5 separate regions of the Mus musculus genome follow, and regions 1, 3, 4 and 5 are each linked to region 2. Evidence: chromatin contacts called from public HiChIP or PLAC-seq, Micro-C and promoter capture Hi-C data. All regions are on one chromosome and are shown on one strand. The core of a region is the stretch at or near the end of the contact, and the rest is flanking DNA. Distances in the headings are between cores, read along the strand shown. Region 1 holds the start of Dip2a (disco interacting protein 2 homolog A). Region 2 holds the start of Zfp280b (zinc finger protein 280B). Region 3 holds the start of Lrrc75b (leucine rich repeat containing 75B). Region 4 holds the start of Pcnt (pericentrin (kendrin)). Region 5 holds the start of Lss (lanosterol synthase).

Evidence for each region. A called contact is a pair of places that touch in the nucleus more often than the background predicts. HiChIP or PLAC-seq counts read pairs in DNA pulled down with a chosen protein or histone mark. Capture Hi-C pulls out chosen DNA fragments and counts their contacts.
Region 1: a promoter capture Hi-C map of adipose tissue shows a contact between it and region 2. The contact joins the promoter of Dip2a here to the promoter of Zfp280b in region 2. A contact is called at or near these places in 1 of 484 Hi-C or Micro-C datasets (CD8 T cells), 1 of 115 datasets of contacts at active chromatin or transcription factors (memory CD8 T cells) and 1 of 9 other capture datasets (adipose tissue).
Region 3: a contact with region 2 is called in a promoter capture Hi-C map of adipose tissue. The contact joins the promoter of Lrrc75b here to the promoter of Zfp280b in region 2. A contact is called at or near these places in 2 of 39 promoter capture datasets (the C10 cell line and pre-B cells), 1 of 115 datasets of contacts at active chromatin or transcription factors (large pre-B cells) and 2 of 9 other capture datasets (adipose tissue and liver).
Region 4: a contact with region 2 is called in an H3K4me3 HiChIP or PLAC-seq map of embryonic stem cells, with 6 times the contacts expected there. The contact joins the promoter of Pcnt here to the promoter of Zfp280b in region 2. A contact is called at or near these places in 1 of 39 promoter capture datasets (erythroid cells), 2 of 484 Hi-C or Micro-C datasets (both in embryonic stem cells) and 2 of 115 datasets of contacts at active chromatin or transcription factors (embryonic stem cells and memory CD8 T cells).
Region 5: a Micro-C map of embryonic stem cells shows a contact between it and region 2, with 4 times the contacts expected there. The contact joins the promoter of Lss here to the promoter of Zfp280b in region 2. A contact is called at or near these places in 3 of 484 Hi-C or Micro-C datasets (CD4 T cells, CD8 T cells and embryonic stem cells) and 1 of 115 datasets of contacts at active chromatin or transcription factors (memory CD8 T cells).

The regions. Positions count from the first base shown.
Region 1 is chr10:76,343,954-76,346,830 of GRCm38.p6, reverse strand. Dip2a (disco interacting protein 2 homolog A) reads left to right here and starts at 1,540. Exons shown (of 38, transcript NM_001081419.2): 1 at 1,540-1,724. The coding sequence starts at 1,634. It overlaps Gm40699 (a long non-coding RNA gene), which reads right to left and starts at 1,536. Exons shown (of 2, transcript XR_871838.2): 1 at 1,257-1,536; 2 at 1-63.
Region 2 is chr10:76,031,220-76,033,919 of GRCm38.p6, reverse strand. It overlaps Zfp280b (zinc finger protein 280B), which reads right to left and starts at 1,308. Exons shown (of 2, transcript NM_177475.3): 1 at 1,171-1,308.
Region 3 is chr10:75,558,980-75,561,679 of GRCm38.p6, reverse strand. It overlaps Lrrc75b (leucine rich repeat containing 75B), which reads left to right and starts at 1,350. Exons shown (of 4, transcript NM_198860.2): 1 at 1,350-1,724. The coding sequence starts at 1,560. It also overlaps a transcript of Ggt1 not described here.
Region 4 is chr10:76,441,554-76,444,253 of GRCm38.p6, reverse strand. Pcnt (pericentrin (kendrin)) reads left to right here and starts at 1,342. Exons shown (of 42, transcript NM_008787.3): 1 at 1,342-1,689. The coding sequence starts at 1,636.
Region 5 is chr10:76,530,078-76,532,856 of GRCm38.p6, reverse strand. Lss (lanosterol synthase) reads right to left here and starts at 1,252. Exons shown (of 22, transcript NM_146006.2): 1 at 1,183-1,252; 2 at 839-1,007. The coding sequence starts at 1,196.

The DNA of each region.
Region 1 (2,877 bases), core at 291-2,790, 310 kb before region 2:
ATCTGGCGCCCTCTCTGGAATTCTTTGGTACTGCATGCATGTGGTGCACAGGTACACACTTGCCTGCAAAACACCCACACATAAAATAAACCTTAACAAATGTTAAATGCTCTAAAGTGTTGTTAAATGCTGCTTAAAACGTTTTGTGTTGAATTTTTAAGTCTTTATTGTAAACACTTTTTTGTTCCGACGTCAATAAATAAAAATTCAGCTCTTTGAAGGACAAGGACATCATTCCCTTCCTGATTCCTGGCAGCCTAGAGTGAGGGACTGTCAGCTAAGCAGCTCCTTCCCCAGCAACCTGCTGGAATGCCTTCAAGTCTGGCTGTTTTCCGTACTTTACAGTCAATGTGAAAATACTCCAGCAGCAAGCTAATCTACTACAATTGAATCCAGGAGACCTGGTCCAGGAAACCTTGCTCTGGCCACACCCACTCCAGACAGTGCACCCGCCTCGAAAGGCGAAGCCCAGATGCTTTTTTTTTTCTCGACCAGTAAACTTTCGGCAGCTATTATTCATTCAAGAGGACAGGGAACACTTCCTTAGAAGAAACCATTGATCAGAGAAACGTGAGAAGTGTTGACCAGCTTTCATGCAAAGCTTGTGACTGCTTCCTATATAAACCTGTGACCTGCGGAAATAAATAGTCCCTCGTTTGCATACCACACCTCCTGCCTGTATAACCAGATTAGTCAGCTCAAATCAGATGTTTTAAAATCAGTTGGGGACACCTTCCTATGCTGTTCCTTGTGGATGTAATATTAGGCTCACTGAAAGCCTCCAAAATGGTCTTTTTTGTTGCCTACCTGGGATTTTTAATATATGTAGACAGTGGCAAGAGGGTGGCTAATGAGTAGTAGAAATAAAATTGTGTGTGTGTGCGTGTGTGTGTGTGTATATATATGTATGTAAGTATGTATGTATGTATGTATATACATGTTTATACGTATATGTGTATATATACCGCCACTCTGAGAATAGCTCCTTCAAAAATCCCACTAAGGTTTCCAACATGTCAGATCTATGCTTCCATGCCCCAAGGACATCTCAAGGACTGAGACACTGCCAGAGCTCCTTCTTGGTCAATGTCAGAGTGCTTCCAGGGTTATTGTGAAAGGGAATAAGCAAACACACTTTAAGGGCGGCAGAAAACCCGCCAGAGTTAGCTGATACCATAGCAGGAACGCGGACAGAATTAAGCGTGCCAGCAGGGCTCCTGAGGAAGAAGAAGGTGGGGATCCCGGAGGAGGGTCACCTGGGCGACATTGAAGTCCGTTCGGTGGGGTCGCACGTCTCCCGAGGCGCCTCTGTCCAGCTCTCCCGCCCGCCGCTCCTCTCGCACCCCGAAGCGGAGTAAAGCTCCGGGCTGCTCCGGCGTGTCTTATTGGCCAATGGAACCGAGCCTTTAAAGTTGCTGGGCGGGGCCGGCCCGGCGTACCCGCGCAAGCGTTGCCCCGCCCCTCAGCCGCGCACGCGCGTCCCCAGCGCGCTCCCGGAGCCGGAGCCAGCCGCGCTCGCGCCCGTGCCCGCGCCCCTGCGAAGCAGCCCCGGCCGCGCCCCGCCCGCTGCCGGCTGCGGGCGGCCGCTGCGGGTCTGCAGGCCCCGGTTGGGGGAACGCCTGAGCCACCGGCCATGGCCGACCGCGGATGCCCTCTGGAGGCGGCGCCGCTGCCCGCCGAGGTGCTCGAGAGCCTGGCGGAGCTGGAGCTGGAGCTGTCCGAAGGTGAGCCGCGGGTTCCCCCCACCCCCCACCCCGCCAGGGACCCTCGCCCGAGACCCCGCCCAGGGACCTCCGGGAGCGTCACCCCCGGAACCTGCGGGTACCCTCATACGGGATCCCCGCCGGCCTCTCCTCGGCATCCCTGTCTGGGCCGCTCGCCGGAGAGCCCGCCAGCTTCTGCAGACTGGCGGGTGCCCGGCCTCCGAAGGACACCGGGAGGGACTGGCTTGGGAGGTGGGCCTAGGCGCACTCTTGCTGCCCGACCGTCAAGGCCACGGTCCAGGTCCGGGCTTCCAGCGTGTGCCCTGCAGCCTGTCGGCCAGCAGGAAGCCCGGGATGCAGAAGCCGAGCCCCACCCCTGGAACCTCAGACTGCCTCGTGAGCCTCAGTTTCCTCATCTAGAAAACGAAGCAAAAGTACACTTGCGCCTTGTGGATTATGAGGCTGAAGTGCATTAACCTATAAACATGTAAAACGTGTTTAACACTTAAAAGGTTTATTCCTTTACGGAATTTTGATACAATTACACTGGGGGAGGAGGTGGGGGACAGGCAAGGGTCACGGTGCCTGCGTGGGGAGGTCAGAGGTCAGCTTGCACGGAGCTGGGAGCTGGTGCTCTCCTTCCACCTTGTGAGTTCTGGGAATGAACTCAGGTTGTCAGATTAGAGGGCAAGTGCTCGCCGGGCCAACCCGACAGCCCTCTCTAGGTGAGGATTTTTAAAAAGTTAAAAAGTCAAATAAGTGGTTGTTAGAAACAGACTAGGGAAATAATAGAACTCCAGAGATGGGAGTGGCGCCCTCAATTTGGACGCCTGGGAAAAGAGTTCTGTTCTCCATAAACTGACCTCCAACCCTGGTGGAAAAGCATCTGTGCTTGTTAACTCTGCTTTTGAGACTTAAATGCAATTAGAACTTGTTAGAATCCATCACCCCCCCACCCCACCCCATTTAGATTGTTAAGCTTTGCTGTGGTAGGTTTAGTGAGTTTTTGAGAATTCTCTTTTTCTTTTTAAATATATGCATTTCCCCTGCATGTTTGTCTGTATATCTTATGCGTGCCTGGTGTTCCCTGGAGGCCAGAATTGGGTCCTAGATTCATGTTGGTGCTGTGACTTGAACCCAGGTCTTCTGGAAGAACGGCCAGTGCGCTTAACCA
Region 2 (2,700 bases), core at 59-2,558:
ATCTTACCATTGTGATTTCCGCAGGAAATTCCAAAACACTAATTTTTGTTCCTTTGTCTGTTTTCAAGACAGGGTAGCTTTGGCTGTCCTGTTACTACCGCTGTAGACCAGGTTGCCCTCAAACTCATAGAGATTCGCCTGCCTCTGCCTTCTGCTATCACCCATGGTAATGATTTTTTTTTTTTTTTTTATCAAATCACAGCAGCAAACAGAAGTCAGAAAATGAGGTAGACCTTTTCTCTTACCGCAGATATACGCTGTAACTTTTAATAGCTTCAGAGAGTCCAAGAGCTGCAAGTCACATACTTGGGGTAAATCAGACAGACAGAGAACCTCTTAAGATTTAGTTACATTTTACGTGTTAAAAGATTTTACTCCATTTCACTACCTACCAGTTATTTCATGCTTATTTTCCGTTTTGTTAGCTCTGATACGAAAGAAACAGCCGTCTGTCTCCTCTTAACCAAGTACTGGGTGCGAGGTCATCACAACCGGTTTGTGTAGTACTAGGCAAGCAAGCACTCCACCAACTAAGCTACTCCCTCAACCCTGTCGTCTGTGTGGTTATTATAAGCACCTTATACGCTACCTTCCAACACCATAGCCCAGTAAACAAAACAACACAACCCACCGAGCACTGCTCAAAGCAAAACTAGCTAGCTAGGAGCCCCGAGAGCTGCACTGGGGCTCAAAGGGGGCACAAAGCCAACAAAATAAACAAGATATTGCTGTATGGGAAGGGGAGGGGCGCAGAAAAATGGCTTTTTAAAGCCTCCAAGGGCCTGCAGATCTCCAAACTGGGAGTGGGACTTAATCTACAAACCCGGATTTCGTCTGTACCTACTTTTTTGAATGGGTCTCAACGAAGTGGTCCTCCCTCCTCCTTCCCTAGTGGCAGAGCTTCGAGGCAGGCGTCGGAGAGCCCAGTAGCGAGGTCTGCAGCCTCCAGGACTTTAGGTGAGGGGCCCTCGGCGATGGGAATGGCATTTAAGGGGTGCAGGCCCAGCCCCAGGACTGGGGGGTTCGTGGGAGAGGGAGGCTGCCAGGAAGGGGTCTCTGGGCTCCCGGCCTAGCCACGCTCGCTTCCCCGGGACTCGCAGAAGGCCCTCACCCGGCGTCCCCTCCCGGTCGCTCCCGCAGAGGTCACCAGCACCACGCCCCTGTCCTTACCTCCCGGCAGGCGTACCTGAGCCTCCCCCGGACGCCCCGGCCCGCGAGGCGCTGCGCGGGAAGCCCCGCACCACGACCTCCAGGGCCCCGCCGCTCCAACACCAAAGCCCCGGCCGGCGCGCACTAGCCCACGGCGACCTGTGATTGGCTGCCAAGGGTGGACGCGAGGTCAGCCGCGCGGCGTAGCGCCGATCTGATTGGTTCCTCAAGGCCCCTGGGCGCGTTCTCTCACTCGGGCGCCCCTAGTGACTGCCGCGGGCGGAGGGACTGAGCTGGGACGATCAGGCAGTGGTGATGCCCACCCCTGAAATCTTGGACCTGCGAGATTTGGGAACCCAAAGCCAGGCCTTTCGTCCATTCCAGCATTCCCTCGGGGGTGGGGATAGGGTGGGGTGGGAGCGGGGGCTGAGGCAGGAGGATTGCTAGTTAAACGTGGCTGCTTAGGGAGAGGAGGTAGGAGTGGGGGTGGGAAGGGTGGGAGGGGCATAGATAAGAGAGAAAGAAGGAAAAAAAAAATGGAGCTTCAGCTAGCCTGGGCCCAGGGCCAGAGATGGTTCCCAGTCCTTTAGGAAACTGTTTGCCCACCTGTATTACAGCTATGACAGCTCCTCTCAAGTGTGTAGCTTTTGCATAAGCACACAAGCTTGCCCCTTGCACTTAGAAAACGACCTAGCTACTGAATTTGAAACAACCTTAAAGCTGCCTCTGGGACAAATCCAAATCAGCCGGCTGTTTTTATCAGGAAGGAAACTCAGAACAGATGTCCCAGGTTCGGTTTGTTTGTTTTGTGTTTGTTGTTTGAAAAACATCAGAAAGCGGGGCAGCTGTGGTGGTGCACCCACTTGGGAGGCAGAGGCAGGCGGATTTCTGAGTTCAAGGTCAGCCTGGTCTACAGAGTGAGTTCCAGGGCAGCCAGGGATATACTGTAAGACCCTGTCTCAAAGAAACCTAAAAATAAAAAAAAAAATTAAAAAATAAAAACCATCAAAAGATGAATGCCTTTTTGGAGCATGCGCAAATTACATGAAATTCGAATTTCAGTTTTCAGTTTTGAAACACAACATGCTCATTCTTTTTTTTTCTTTTTCTTTTCTTTTCTTTTCTTTTCTTTTTTTTTCTTTTTTTTTTTTTTTTTTTTTTTTTTTGGGTCTTTCGAGACAGGGTTTCTCTCTGTATAGCGCTGGCTGTCCTGGAACTCAGAAATCCGCTTGCCTCTGCCTCCCAAGTGCTGGGATTAAAGGCATGCACCACCACGCCCGGCTCATTCTTTTCCTTCTTGCCTGTGCTTGTTTTTTGTTTGTTTGTTTGTTTGTTTTTGTTTTTTGGGGTTTTTTTTGTTTGTTTTTTTGGTTTTTTTTGGTTTTTTTTTTTTGGTTTTTCGAGACAGGGTTTCTCTGTATAGCTCTGGCTGTCCTGGAACTCACTTTGTCGACCAGGCTGGCCTCCAACTCAGAAATCTGCCTGCCTCTGCCTCCCGAGTGCTGGAATTAAAGGTGTGCGCTACCACGCCCGGCTCTGTGCTTGTTTTCT
Region 3 (2,700 bases), core at 101-2,600, 470 kb after region 2:
AGGAGGAGCTGGGTGTGGGGGCAGTCCTCTACCTGCCACAGGACTAAGTTCTAGGCATTGTGACACTTCCAGTCCAGGCCAGCTCCTTTCTTTCTAGCTTAGTGTCCAGCCTTCCCTCCCTCCCTGCTTTCTCCTCCCCCTTGGCTCCCACCTTCCTCTTCTCGCACTCCAAGGTATGATGCCTAGCCCTGGCTTAGCCTCCGGAAACAACACGGTCAGGATCTGGGAGGAATCCATGTCTGTCTCCAGCCCCGAGGATGCAGGGAAGAAGAGGGTTTACCTGGCTCTCAGCTCTGGACAAGGGGGTCTGAGAAGGCCCTGGGATACTTGGACTGGAAGCTCAAAGCTCTGGCATTCGCACACTGTCAATTCAGCCACAGCCTTGGCCCTGGCAGAGGGCAGACTGGGTCGTCATGCAGGTTTGCCAGGGAGGAAACCTGTCGTGCCAAGGTGGCCGGCCCTAGGACAATGATGCTGCAGAGGAGGGGATGGGAGGCTGCGTGGAGGGTAGCGGGGGAAGAAGGTCCAAGAATCAGGAAGGATGCTGACTTCTGCCATGTCTGAGGGTCTCAGTCCTAGGGCATCACAAAGCCTGACATCCAGTCTCTCACCTCTACCTTCAGTTTCTGGTCAAGCATTGCTTGACCCAAAGGAAGGATTCTGGCAGGTATCTCTCACTAAATGCCCTAGGATGGGTCTACTCTCACATCCTTCAGCTAGGCTTGCACACTTGCCCCGCCGTGCATCCCAGACTCAGGCCGGACACATGTTTTTTAATTAGGAGGAGGGGTGAGGGGGGCAGAGTCTAGAGTGCAAAGCCACAAAAGCCCCCTCCTCTGTAATATGAGAAACCGGGATCGTGTGTGGCTGCATCGAGCATCAGGCTTCCAACAGGAACTGCTGAGGAAACCCCCACAGGAGCTAGATGCTCTTCAGAGGAGTCAGGGACCCTTTAGAACCAGGAACATATATGCAGGGCCTGGCGCCAGGCTGCCCAGAGCTGGGCTTAGCCTGTTCATCTCTCAGGCATGGGGGGATCAGAGGAAGCCAACTATGCTCAGCCTGCCTAGGCCTGCTTCTGTCCTCCTCTGAGCAGTAAGTATCATCCGGTATTTGCCGAGGCTGCTAACACCCACACTGAGTGGACAAGGCAGATGGATCCACTTGCTTGCAGGGGCGATTCCTGAAACAGGGTGCAGGCTTTGCCTAAAGCACCCTCACCCGCCTGAAGCACTTTTTGTACAGACAGACGACGATTTTCCCCCCCAAGTCAGCCCCGACTGGGGCCACATGATTGAGAGGTGCCAAATGCCACCTTGTCCTCCGCAGCGTCCGCCCTGGCTGCTCCCGGGAAGAGCTCCAACACCAGGTCGTACGCGGGCGGGGCCCTCGACAACGAAACCTCTGCCAAAGAGGAGTGACCCTGGGCTCCACGCTGGCGGCCAGTGCTTGGGCGCGCAGCCGTAGACCCGGCATTGCCCATCCCGCGCATCCCGGGCGGGGCGCGGCGCGGCTAACCCGCCTCCCTTCCATCCTCCCGGCGCCCGCCCGCGGCGGCCATGGGGGCGCGGCTGGGGCGGCGGGCGAGAGCAGATGCCCCTGCGGCGCCGAGTGCGGGGCCCGCGCCCTACGAGCGCCGGGTGCGCTGGCTGCGAGAGATCCAGTCCACGCTTCGGGAGCGGCGGCCGGAGCGCGCTCGGCAGCTGCTGCGCCTCCTGCGCCAGGCGAGAGAAAGAGCGGGGCGGCCCGGGATTGAGGGTGTCAGGGAGGGGCCGGGGTTGCGGGCTCAGGGGTGGGTGCGTTTCTAGCGGCACGCGGGGTTTGCAGGCGTTGTGCTTCTTGCCTGGAGGGAGGTTGCAGATTAAAGTGGGGGGCCAGGTGGGGCTGGTGGATTGCTTGCTAAAGATGGGGCTGGCACGTTGGGACACTGGGATTTGAAGTCTGACGTGTTGAGTGTGTGTGTTGAGGGACCTCCAGTCTGGAGCTAAGAGCCCAGATTTGGACCTTTTCGAGAGCCGGAGTGGGCATCTCTCACTAAAGGACAATGGGAAGAATGCAGCTCCCCATCCTGCAGGAAGAAAGGAAGCAGCAGATCTGGGAGAAGAGGTCCTGGGAGGCGTAGCCCCGATGGTCAGGAGACAGATACCATAACAGCCCAGACAAAGCCACAGCGCACGCACCTTTCTGACAGGCAGCTTGAGCCCACCGAGGATACACAACCACATTTGTACATTGCATCGCCACATCTGGCCCTTTGGGAGACACATTCGGTACCTTAGCCAGATTTCCTGAGCCCTGAGTTGCCCTAGGGAGACAGGGATGCCTGTCCCAGCATGACCCCTAGGCAAATCACTTCCTACTCAGCCTCTTCACCCTCGGCTGTAGCTGATGCTCCCTCCCACCGTGAAGGTAGTAGCCGCTTAGAGTTAGAGAAGCTGGGAGAAATGATGAGCCAGGACCCAGACAGAAAGCTGAGAGAAGGCGGGGCTAGGGATGCAGTTCGATATTATGGAATTTGAGAGGACTCAGCTCTGTCCCCAGAAAACAGGATAAACCAGGCATGGTGGTGTATGTTTGTATTCCCCATCACTTGGGAGGGGGAGGCAAGAGATTAGGAGTTCAAGGTCATCCTCAGCTATAAAGCAAGTTCAGGACCAACCTATAATGCAAGAGAGAGAGAGAGAGAGAGAGAGAGAGAGA
Region 4 (2,700 bases), core at 93-2,592, 410 kb before region 2:
TATTAGGTATTTATTTATACTTTAAAAATTATTTTATGGGTACCAATGTGCGCCACATGAGTTTTTGGTGCCCTCAGAAGCCAGAGGTGTGCATCAGATCCTCTGAACTGGAGTAACAATTGTGAGCCACCATTGGGTACTGCGAATCAACTGGGGGTTCTCTGGAAGAGCAGCTAATGCTCTTAACTGCTGATCTCTCCAGTCCTTTAAGTTTTGATATGTAAAATATGACCGACCACCCTTCAAACATTCCTTAAATATTGCATGGCTCAAAGACTGAGACCAACATATCCTAGAGGATAGGTCTGTCCAGAGGGACCCCCACCCACTCAGTGTTTTCATCAGTGCAAGAGACACTTCCTAAGAGGCTTGAAGTCTTTTGAGTCATGAAAGTGAAACAATTTATTTTTTGGATCTTGTAAAGTTGGGTGTCAGCCTAGAGAGAAGGCAAAAACGGCTGTCATGCAGATTTGGTATAAAATAGGTTTTATAGCCCTTACGGCATTTCCCTGTTCCCAAATTCCACACTACTGAGTTCTTCAGGAGGATTCATTCTTATAGGCATTACCCTCTCTCCAGCTTCCCTATCCTATCCGTGCAGGATGCAAAGCTCTTGACATATATCCTGGAGCTCAGATCCTCTCCTTTTATGTTAGTCATGTTAACAGCCTGCAACGTTTCAACCCAATGATAAATTAATAAATGTTAGGCAAGAAAGAACCTGCTGCCGGCTAGGGAATCCAAGGGCCCAATCCTCCTAATTTCCTGTAATCCACCGATGAGCTTTAAACGCGCCTCTTACTACAAATGGACCATAGTTTCTTTATTTCCTTATGGCAGAAAGACTTTCCTGGTAGAGGTGATGGATGGAGTGAGAGTCAGGTGCCTGAACACACAGCGACTCTGTACATTGAAGCGTGTGCGTGAATGCAAAACGGCCCTGGGTGGCAACTCTGGGGTCCACTGGGGACAGCGGTCTAAGTTTTAGGTGTCATTCAATGAGTAACTCTGGCTATACTCTGTTCTTTGGATTTGGATTGAAGACAGGGGACCGTGTTCAGGAGGGGCCGAAGTGGTCAAAGAAGGGAAGCAGGACTCCCAGTTGACTGCACCTGAGAACCAAAAGTGGGGGCTGGTGGATCCTAGAGGATGCCCCAGTGTTCGCAGAAACACATCGCGACAGAAAAAACGACTTTGGCAAAGTGCGGGAGAGAGTGCCCAGAGCGCACCGGAGGCATGGAGAGCCGCTGGTATGTAAGTCCTCCTCCTGTCGGGAGAGGGCGATAGGTAGCACCGCCTCGGGAAAACGGTTTGTCCAAACCTTCCCGCCGCCCAGTCGACGAACGCCCGCGAGCCCCGGGAACGCCGCGCCTCGCTCATTGGCGTGGATGAAGAGGGTGGAGAGCGTCGGCGTACCAATTGGGGACCAGAGAGATGGCTCTCCGCCCTTGGAGCGTCAGCGGAGCGCGCGTGCGCAAGGCCACACGGGGCTCCGGATTGGCGGGGCGAAGCTGACAGTTGTGTGTATGGGGGGTGGGGAGGCGAGTGGGTGAAGGGAGGGAGTGTAAATAGAGCGAAGGCGGTGTCGCCGCCGCCCTGTCACCTCCGAGCGACTCGCCGGGAGCCCAGGTGGAGATGGAAGACGAGCAGGAGCAGCGGCGCAGGAAGGTGGAGGCTGGGAGAGCCAAGGTTAGACGGTAGCATCCTTCTCTCAGCTTTGCGGTGGGGAAGAAATCCTAAAGCGGTTCCGGTGCTCAGACCGCCGCTTGACACAAGCGGTGGCGGTGGAGCAGTGGGAACTGCCGGGCGCTTGTCCTTCCCGCCGCTTCTGCGGAATTCACTTCCTAGGCGCCGCCATCTTGAATCCAGCGCCCTCTGTCTCGCTCCGCCCTATTACACCCACAGCCAATCAGCGTCAGAGACGTACGACTTGTAGGTGGGCCCGAGCGCCATGGGCGGGTCCTGGTCACCTAGCATTCTTAGTTGTTGTGCTTCCGGTGCTCAGGCACTTTCCTGAGACTAAACTGTCCAAGGCTTTTTAAAGACCGTCTTCAGACTTTATTTTCCCAGGGAACCAAGAACTTTGCTCCCTAGTGGTGTCCTGTTGTTGTATTTCGTTGTTCGCTCTCTGGCCGGGCCCCACAACTGCCATACTACCGAGGGTCCTCTTCTCACCTCCTTCTGCCTCAGATTTTGAATTTGTTTGAGACTCTACCCTGGGAACACTTGTGGCTGTTAAGATAGTTGTTTTGTTTTTTTGTTTTGTTTTGTTTTGTTTTTTTCGAGACAGGGTTTCTCTGTATAGTCCTGGCTGTCCTGGAACTCACTTGGTAGACCAGGCAGGCCTCGAACTCAGAAATCCTCCTGCCTCTGCCTCCCAAGTGCTGGGATTAAAGGCATGCACGACCACTGCCTGGCAAGATAGTTATTTGAAAGGTGATGGGGATTCAGAGGAAGAGAAGGTGCGAACATTTTGGAAGTGGATCTCTGGCCAGCTATCATGGCTGTGGAACCAGAGGCTGTGTCCCTACCCTGTACTGTCAGGACAGTATAGCTATAGCCTTCATGAAAGGGCTGTGTTGATTTTGTGGTTCGCCTAGTAACAGCAATTCTTCATTTGTGTCAACAACCCCACCACCACTATCACCCTGCACCCACTTCGAAAAAACATGCAAAATACACAGAGGAAATGAGAGCACA
Region 5 (2,779 bases), core at 3-2,502, 500 kb before region 2:
GTTGTTTAGATTGAATTGAGGCAAACACTCACAAACACTGACCCACATCAGCAGCCCTCTTCTTTATTTATTTGTTATCATTTTTGAGATAGGGTCACACTACGTAGACCTGGCTGGCCTAGAACTTGCTCTGTAGACCAGGCTGGCCTCAAACTCACAAAGATCTGCCTGCCTCTGCCTCCTGGGTGCCGGGATTAAAGACCAGCACTACCATGCCCAGCCTCTTTATTTTCTGAGACAAGCTCTACTCAGCTGCCCAGGCAGATCTTAAACTTTATCCTTGTCACAGCCTACTCAGCGGCTAGGATTACAGGTATGCCTGCCGGGCCCAGGTTCATATCTGTTTTAAAAAACAAAAAATTATAAGCCTTATTATTAAAATAAAAAGAAACCTGCAAATTAATAAAAACATCGCACACCAAAATTAACCAAACACAAAGTCTACTCAACTTAATGACCTTGGCATTTGAAAAGGGAGACTGTGAAACTTTCCATAAAATGATGCACTTTCAGTACCCACTATATTTTATGCATTAATCTATTGCCCAAACCACAAAGCCCATGACAGAGTTAGAACTAGAAAAGCAACTAGCTTTACATCTTCTTACATAACTTGTGAACTTTCCTGATCCTCTTATAGTCAGCTTTTCCTCATATCACACTATACCCACATATACATTGGTTTACACATATGCATATATTACTGGCTGGTTGCCTGTTTTTTAAATAAGGCTCTCCACTGTTTCAGAGCTCTGGCTCAGGAAGGCACGGTGTAGGCTGATCAGTGATGGCTTCCAGTCTTGGGATGGAATGGTGCTTTCAGAATCACATCACTTACTGTGTCCAGTCCCAAAGAGTGGGCCTCTAGCCCGGTCTGCTCTCGACCAGGGTCGTCCTCCGCTTGATAATAAGTCCATCTCTGCCGACCCAACTCATTCTGGAGCCGCCAGCGGGTGAGATCGGTGGCGGGCTCAGTTTTATAGGGTCCCCCACGACGCCGCAGACACCTGAGGGGACCAGCGAGAGGAAGCAGCCTTCCTTAGACTCCGCCCAGGTGGGATGCCTGCAATCCAGGCATGCAGAGCCACCAGCCATGCCACCCTGCTGTCCAGACACCTTCCCTGCCACCGCCCTGCCGCGTCCCTCGCAACACCCGCGGGAAGCCCAGGGTCCGCGACTCACGTGCCCTCAGTCATGACAGCACTACTCTCTGCCACCGCTTGCCAGCCCTTTACCTGACAGCCTAGTGCACTGCGCAGGCGCGAGCCTCGGCCGACCGGAACTACTGGGTGGGCCGATGCGAGCTCGGCCAATCAGAGCATCACCAGGTGGGCACGAGAGACGCACCGCGACCACAGTGGCTGGGCGCAGGGCCGCCCGACGCCGCGAGGGCACCAGGGGGCGTGGCTGCGGGGCGGGAAGCGCTTTGGAGGCGGGGCCTATGAAAGAGGCCGGCCTGTGGGCGAGGACGGCCTGTGGGAGGGGCAGGCCCGTTGGAGGGGCGGGGCGGGATGGGGGGCGGGGCCGGCCCCTCTAGATCCTTATTGATGACAGCCTTGGACTTCTGGTCTGGGTGTTCTGAGCCGGGATACCTACAGGGTTGGTGAAAAATGGCCCCTCCGACATGCAGGAAAGAGGCCGCGGAAACCACGAGTGCTTCAGAAGTACGGAAGAGGCATGAGTGACCTGAGGTGAAACTAGCGTTGATCCGAGGCACCACATGGACCATCATGGGGCAGGGGCCTTGACCCGAGTGAAGGGAGGAGGAAACTATGATGACACGTAGTTGGGAAGAGGGTCAGAGTAGTGTTCTCAGAAAGCGGGCACAGGCTCCTCACAGGGAGCAGCTGCAGAGTGTGCAGAGGGCTGTGTCCTGACTCCCATTAGCAGGTAGAGTTCCACTTCCCTAGCCACAGCACTACTCTCAGGATACCTGGAGCTTGGAGTCCTACAAGTTAAAGGGGGAAAAGCCTTGATTATGTTTGACAGTAGAGAGGGAAGCAGGAAAGCCTGTGGTATGCCGGCAGAATCTAGTAGAGACGTGCAATGAAGAACATTTGAACAGATAGTATTTGAGAAGCATTGCTGGCATGCAGGAATGACGACCAGAGATCAGAAAAATATAATTCCAAGAACTCCCAGCGGTACAGTGTGTCCTACAGAGTGCCGACTTACTTACAACTACCCAAACCCGATAGCCTCCCTGCACCTAGCCCTCAAAACGCTGCCAAGGAAGGGGCCATGAACCACAAATCAGAGAAGGAAGAAGTAAGAGGCAAAGAACACTCACACACCTTCCCTAGATGGAAAATCGGAATTTTAGATGGCTAGTCAAGAACACTAACCTCTTCTTTGCCCAGTTTAGAAACTTGTAAAGATATAAGACAAGGCATTTTAACTGAGCCTTGCCTCAGACTATTGATTTGGGGACTGGAGGCCAATACTTAAGTCCAGTGCGTAAGAGCACTTGCTGCTCATTCAGAGGACCTGGAATTGGTTTATAGCACCCACATGGTGACTCACAGCCATCTATAACTTCAGTTTTAAGGAATCTAATGCCATTTTCTGACCTCCTCAGTCACCAGGCATGTGTGAGATGTAAGTACATACATGCTGGTTAAAACACCCGTACACATTAAGTTTTTAAAATTCACAATAGAAAAGTCAGTTTGAGCTGGGCGTGGTGGCACACGCCTTTAATCCCAGCACTCCAGAGGCAGAGGCAGGCAGATTTCTGAGTTCAAGGCCAGCCTGGTCTACAAAAGTGAGTTCCAGGACA